Linked DNA regions of Sus scrofa: region 1 is linked to region 2. Evidence: chromatin contacts called from public HiChIP or PLAC-seq data. All regions are on one chromosome and are shown on one strand. The core of a region is the stretch at or near the end of the contact, and the rest is flanking DNA. Distances in the headings are between cores, read along the strand shown. Region 1 overlaps LOC110255759 (a long non-coding RNA gene). Region 2 has its middle 110 kb from the start of CYSLTR2.

Evidence for each region. HiChIP or PLAC-seq counts read pairs in DNA pulled down with a chosen protein or histone mark.
Region 1: a contact with region 2 is called in an H3K27ac HiChIP or PLAC-seq map of alveolar macrophages. The contact joins two enhancer-like sites. A contact is called at or near these places in 2 of 47 Hi-C or Micro-C datasets (embryonic fibroblasts and heart right ventricle) and 1 of 2 datasets of contacts at active chromatin or transcription factors (alveolar macrophages).

Annotation. Positions count from the first base shown.
Region 1 is chr11:19,048,023-19,051,515 of Sscrofa11.1, forward strand. The region is part of intron 1 of LOC110255759 (a long non-coding RNA gene); the gene reads right to left. Among named protein-coding and RNA genes, the nearest start is that of RCBTB2, 32 kb to the right of the region's middle. Within about 2 kb of position 1,894, at least 20 of the 83 cell types and tissues checked have an H3K27ac peak or open chromatin away from gene starts, as enhancers often do. A contact at or near this core is called in alveolar macrophages, where this site is marked.
Region 2 is chr11:18,903,466-18,907,029 of Sscrofa11.1, forward strand. No RefSeq gene overlaps it. Among named protein-coding and RNA genes, the nearest start is that of CYSLTR2, 110 kb to the right of the region's middle. Within about 2 kb of position 2,111, at least 25 of the 83 cell types and tissues checked have an H3K27ac peak or open chromatin away from gene starts, as enhancers often do. A contact at or near this core is called in alveolar macrophages, where this site is marked.

The DNA of each region.
Region 1 (3,493 bases), core at 644-3,143, 140 kb after region 2:
ACAATATATAACTTCATTGGCAGCTGCAGGAGAGAGAACTGAGGTCAGAGGGGGAGGGGATGGGGGGTGTCAGGTAGCTAAACTTTCGCCCACCACAGCAGGACAGTCGTAGCTACCATCTGAAACTGACAAGTTGGGAAATAGCTGTATGTGTCTCTTCCTTAGAAACATCCAGTTAAATACAGAAAAAATAGAAGGGGCTTAGAAGGGTTGAAGATAATTGCCTTCAAGGAGCAGGATAAGGAACCCAGAAAGACTGAAATGTGAAGCGGGGAACCCTCTTATTTGTCTTAATCTTTCAGGGCTATTGGACTTAATGTGTGTATGTGTGTGTGCATGTGTGTGTGTGTGTGTGCATAGCACTCATAAATGTTTAAAATGCTCAGCTTATCAGAGAAGGCTAGGCACATTATAAAGAGGTTTCCTTCCAAAATGGCTGGCATTAAGAAGCACTCGTACAGGATGTAAGATGCGAGCTTCAGCTGTTTGAAAAATGCCGCGTGTGGCCCCCTTTGTCCTCCACGCTGAATCCAGGACTGTCCCCACAGCCCCACGCTCTCACTGCAAGATTTCCCCTCAGACTCCGCCTGTGCAGTGACCTGGGCAAACAGGAGCTATTTGTTCTGCATGTCTGAGCACTGAGTTTGCTCTAGGAAAAAGGTCTGTGCTTTTCCGTGGCAGATAAAGGATGTCTCCTACTTTCCCCTCAGGGACTTGGTGGGTTCAGCCCCCTGACCTTTGCCAAAAGCCAGACCTAGCTGCCAACCCCTGTGAGTTCTGGAACCTGCAGGGCCCAATTAAGACTTTTGCGGTCCTTTCCTCCACTGAAAAAATATTGTAAATGTTATTTGGTGACTCTGCTGGCATAAAGATTAGTATAATCCTGGGTGGATTCATTGCTATATATTCATTAAAATCTGTTTTTTGGGAGTTCCCATTGTGGCTCAGCGGTAACAAACCTGACTAGTATCCATAAGGATGTGGGTTCAATCCCTGGCCTTGCTCAGTGGGTTAAAGGATCCGGCACTGCTTGGCTGTGGCCCAGGCTGCAGCTCCGATTTGACCCCTGGCCTGGGAACATCCATATGCCACAGGTGTGGTCCTAAAAAGCAATAAATAAATAAAAATTTTAAAAGCATATGGACAACAAATTCCAGAAGAGTTATTTTTTTAATGTGGCTTTTTTTTTCTTCTGATTTTAAAAGCAATTAAACCAGTTTTACAAGCCCTGAGAAAAGGCAGGAAGAAGGGACCGCCAACAGCAGCGCTCTGCCACCCTCTGCAGGTTCTGGGAGCAAAGTTATCAAAAGCAAATAAATTCAGATGGGACAGAGTCATGGTCAAGTACAAGCGAGTATTTGTTAAGCAGTTATCGTGTGTGTCGTGCTGAGCCATTTGCAGACACATCTTACTGAGGTTCCTCAGCCTTCCTGTGAGGTGAGCCCCATGTCCACTGATGACTGGTGGCCCCAGCAGTTAGGTTTCATGCCCAAGTTCACCCAAGCAGTCAATGGCACCTGGGGATGTGTGGCCAGCCTCCTGGCTCTTCCCGCCTTTCCCTTCAAGCTTTCTGGTGTGTGTGGACAGGGCGCTGCATCTGCTCCTGCCACCCTGTGAGGCCTCCTTTCCCCACCGTACACTTGACCCTGCATGCAAATAAAAATAAACACCACTGTCCAAGAAGGATGAGGTCAGAATCAGAGGTACTGAAAAACTGCCCAAGTGCACGTGCCTTTGTACGTTCAGAGATTGGAAGGGTGTCGACATCCCTCTAAAAGATTTCTGATGGCCACGCTGTGTTCCTCTTTCGGTTAAGGTCAGGAGCTGAACATGGTGGCAAAGGGTGAGCCTCCTCCTCACGTGGTCCCGTTTTGCAGTGCTGGATTGTGACAGTGGCGCTTGCACAAGCGGAGTCGCCCTCCTCCCCCAGAGACCACTGCAGATGGAGTCACAGCCAGGCAGTGATTCCAGCTCCACCTCTTCTTCCTCGGCTCCTACCCATTTTGGTCTGAGAGAGGCACTCAGTGGGTGAGAGGAGGTATGACAATTTGCATTTATACAGGATCCCAGCTTTAAGTTAATTAATCAAAACACTTAGCTACCCTGACAAATCCTTCCCTGACAGCCAGAAAGCTAATCCCTGGTGTGCCTGGTTTGCAAGAATGACTTGGGTGGCCACAGAATCTTGCTGCCAGTCTCCTAAGCCTCACAGCCTGTCACCTGAGGAAATCATCTCAGTGGGAAGACTCATCCGCTTATTCCAGCAAAGTGATTTTCCTTTCCGATTTTCCTCCCTCCCACCCACCTCTGTACTCACTCCCCAAGCAGAAACAGGATGAGGGAAAAAGGGAAAAAAGGGAGTTCCCACTGTGGCTCACCAGTAATGAACCCAACTGCTATCCATGAGGACGCGAGTTCAGTCCCTGGCCCCGATCAGTGGATTGAGGATCCGGCATTGCCGTGAGCCGTGTTGTAGGCCCCAGACACAGCTTGGATCCTAGGTTGCTGTGGCTGTGGTGTGGAGGCCGGCAGCTGCAGCTCCCCTCCCACCCCTGGCCTGGGTACCTCCATATGCCACAGGAGCGGCCCTAAAAAAAGAAAAGCCAAAAACAGAAAAAAATCCCCCGGAAAAGAGATACTTTTCCCGCAGTAAATGAGAAACCAGGAGAGGATGGGTTGGGTCCCCTAGAGGGCTGAGCCAGGCCCTGAGACAATGCACACACAGCAGGCTGGCGTGTCCCCAGCTGTAGCAGCCTTCAGGCTTCTCACGGCACACTGCGGAAAGCTTCCTGGAAATGATCCAGTGAAGCAAAGGCAGGCCTGAGGCAGACCCTTGAGAAGAGACAGGAAGCTTCAAGAAATGAATAGCCTTGATGAATCCTGGGGTCCGGCTTCAAACTGTTCACCAAGGGTTACCTCAGAGATCTAGTTCAGAGAGGGAGGCCCTTGGGGATGCAGAAATACCCACTTCATAGTCTCCTGGAGGTTTGAGAGATGTGCCAACCAACAAGCAGGTATTTGTTTTATCAGACACACAAAGGGATTATAGAAAATACATTCTTAGTTTCAGCTACTGCATAAAATAAGTGAGGAGCTCCCTGGTGGCTTAGCAGGTTAAGGATACAGCATTGTCACTGCTGTGGCAAGGGTTCAATTCCTGGCCCAGGAACGTCCTCACATGCTGTGGACAAGATTAAAAAAAAAGAAAGAAAGAAAGAAATTAAATGATAGCCATGAGAGACCTCCAAGCCAAAAAAGAAAAAAAAAAAAAAATAGAGCAGAAAAGCCAGAACTAAGGACTTGAATCCCCTCTCAGCTTTCTGCTTCTCAGATTCTTCATGTGAAAAGTGGGGAAATTATAATGCTCATCCGCCAGGGTCCTGCAGAAAGATTACACATGATGGTAAATGGAAGAAAGCGCAAGGTCCACTTAGCCCCTTATCTCTAAACCCCCTAATTCTATGCTGTGGTGGCAGTTTAAAGGCTATGTCCC
Region 2 (3,564 bases), core at 861-3,360:
CCTCCTGCCTCTCTCTCCCATCTTGGGGCAGCAGTTTGCCCTGGGTCCTCCTCTCTCATAAGGATCCAAAAAGGTTGTTGGCTTTTCAGTCCGTTCAGCTTGCTACTTGTTAGGATGGAGTGGTTACTCCCAGGCTCCTTATATGCTGAACTGGAAACATAGAGTGTCCGATTACGAGTTTGTAATGAGTTGAGAATCCGTCTGATTGTAGGATTCGTAATCTAGAATCTCATCTCTGCATCACCCACTGAGCCTGTTGATACTCTGCTCCTAAATATCTCTTGTCTCTGTTCCCTTCAGTTTGTCCTACGCTAACCATCCCTTGTTGTCTCCGCACTGGTCCAAGCCAGTATCACCTTCTCATTGCTCTCACCACCCCCAACACAGACCTCCTGTAATGGTTCCACACGTTGGACCCAAAGCAATACTTTCAGAATAAAAATCTCTGTATTACTAACCCTCTTTTGAAACCCTGTGGCCAAACAGCGAGGTTTGGCCAATGGAAAGCCCCTAAATGGACACAGATAGAAAATTCCCAGGTTTTGCAACAAAGCACAGAAAAGTCTTAAATACAGCCCAGTGAGAATTTCATCACCAGACCTGAGACTTTAAGCCGGGTGACGTGGGTTTTTGAGTGGGCAGGCTGCTGCCTTACATGGCTGAGCAAATAAATACTGGAAGCCCCATAGTTAAGTTTCACACTTAAAGGCTTGGCCTCTCTGACAGCCTACTGGTCATAGCTGACACCCTAAGATGCATGAGAAGTAGAGTGGGGACCCGCGAGGTATCTTTTGTCCATGTTGTTCTCATATCTACTGTGATGCTTCAGAGAGCTTGTGAGGGGAACTGATTGGTACCCATGAGTTTCATGGTCTCCATCTGCAAGCCCAGCCCAGGTGTGCTCGTTCCAGGGCCTGAAAAGTCTTTCAGTGATTTCTTGTGGTTCTTAGGACAAGGCGGACTCCTGAGTGTGTCCCTTGGCTGGCTTTCAGGCTCCTGTCCTGTCTTGCTTCCCCTCACTCCCTTTGTCCAGACACAATGACTTTTCAGTTGCCCCAAGCTCTTCTCTTAGCCTGAGATGCTCGTTTCTGCTCTTCTCCGCTGTGTAAGTTCTGCTCACCTTTCTTTTTCTTTTTTCTTTTTTTTTTTTTTTTGTCTTTTTGCCATTTCTTGGGCCACTCCTGCGGCATATGGAGGTTCCCAGGCTAGGGGTCGAATCAGAGCTGTAGCTGCCAGCCTACGCCAGAGCCACAGCAACGCAAGATCCGAGCCGCGTCTGCAACCTACACCACAGCTCACGGCAACGCGGATGTTAACCCACTGAGCAAGGGCAGGGATCAAACCCACAACTCATGGTTCCTAGTCGGATTCGATAACCACTGTGCCACGACAGGAACTCCTGCTCACCTTTCTGATCTCAGCGCAAGTGCCGTTTCTTCAGAGAAGACTTTCCTGATCTGTCTGGCTTATCAGATCTCATTGTGTAGTTTGTATAGCATTTTATATCTCTTCTTAACATTGGTCACCATTGCACTTTGCATGTATGTGTAATGATTTGATCACTATCTGTTGCTCTGTGAAAGCAGGGACTGTGTCTTGTTTGGCCTTGTGCTTGGCCGTGGAGGCACTCAATAAATGTAATGAGTGAATGAATGAGGGCCCTTGATTGGTTATAAAGAGGAATCATTGCATAACTGGCATTTTCTTTTCTCCTTGGATGGGGTTTGGCTTTTTATCAGCAAGTATTTATTGCGCTTCTATGAAGCAGAGAGTATTGTTGTTTGCCTTTATATATATTTGTAATAGTCCCATGGCATGTGGAATACGAATACCCTGCTGTGAGTCTTAGGAAGACAAATGAGGTGTAGAGAAGAGGTCGATCTTCTTCATCTTCCTTATGAAACATGCCAGAGTAAGATAAGTAACCAGAGACCAGCAAGCATAGAATGAAATCACTTCCAAAAATAACACAGAAGACAAGTTAGTGATGAAGCTCAGAGTGATGGAGGGAGCGTTATCAACCGTTTCCTCTTCCTCCGCCACTTTGTGCGTTTTTGTCAAGAATTTCTCTGTTCTAGACAAGTGCAGTCTGACCTGGTGACTCACCGCAGGTGGTACAGAGTCAGCATTACATAATACATCGCAGGCAGCCAGTGTAAGCTGGTGTAAGGGTCTGTCTCCAGGAGAGAGGGAGGGAAGCCCTTCTACAGCAGGGCGCTGGAGAGGGTCAGCATCTGCAGGCCTGGGGCCCAGACAAAGGGAGCAGGCGTCTCATTCCCCTTCTGCAGCCGAAGCTGGTTTAGAGACAGGCCCTGTTTTCACCACTCATCTGTGTGGACAGCATTTCCTTGACCGAATGGTTGTGTAACAGGAAAAGTGATTCAAGGGGAATTTAAGGCAGCAGGCTTGTTTACCAAATATTAACTTTGGTCCGAGCGCCAAGTCACTGACGTGGGCCATATGCAGCAACACAGTTTCGTTGGCCACAGCAGGCGCTGTGCACACCAACCTCCGGGAGGGCTCCTGGGAAGGAGGTTTGGCCTGTACAAAGAGCCAGGAATGAAGGCTGAGCCTGAAACCGTCCCCGATGGGCAGTGGAGCAAGAGTGAAGGACTCACTTTATAAACGCCTGATGCCTGTTGAATGGTATGTGTGTCTTACTGGAGAAATACCATGCATCTTAACAGCATTTTTTGTGGAGAACATGCTGTTTTGTTGACTGCTAAACCAGAAGCTTAAGAAAACACACACACGCTCTTATTTATCCCAGATGTCTACTGGAAACCCAGTGTACTAAACTGGGGAGCCTATTTAATGCCCGGAAAGGTATTTGTCATTTGGACTTGATTTACAGGGATGGTAGTAGACTCTATCCTCACACTTCACATTTATTAAACATTTTGCAGATTATAAAATTGGTTGTTGATATAGTTAAAAAAAATCCCAAATCCGAGTTCCCATCATGGCGCAGCAGAAATGAATCCAACTAGGAACCATGAGGTTGTAGGTTCGATCCCTGGCCTCGCTCAGTGGTTGGGGATCGAGCATCGCCATGAGCTGTGGTATAGGTCACAGATGCAGCTTGGATCTGGTGTTGCTGTGGCTGTGGTGTAGGCTGGCAGCTGTAGCTCTGGTTGGACCTCTAGGCTGGGAACTTCCATGTGCCGCAGGTGTGGCCCTAAAAAAAAAAATCCCAAATCATTGATGATTCAGCCCAAGATTGAAACTCTTTTAAGAGATGTGAAGTAAGAAGTGAACCAAGGTAATTAGGAGTTTTTAAGATGTAATGGAAATGTGGAGTTGTGATCATTTTAGAATCAAAAGGTCAGTCATGGATTTTGAAACACAAGATAATGGGTAGAAAATGGTCATTTGTTGCTTTTGGCTGTTCACCATCAATGCTCTTTGACAGCATCCTGATTTCATTGGAGGGAACTGTCCTTCCCTGGTGTGTGTGTGTGGTCCTGATGGGGCAGAAGACACATCCCTTCCTCTAAGGAACCTGAAAGGAACCCATCCTCCCTCTTTCTGATCTGGGCTCAACTAATCAGACTCACTGTCATA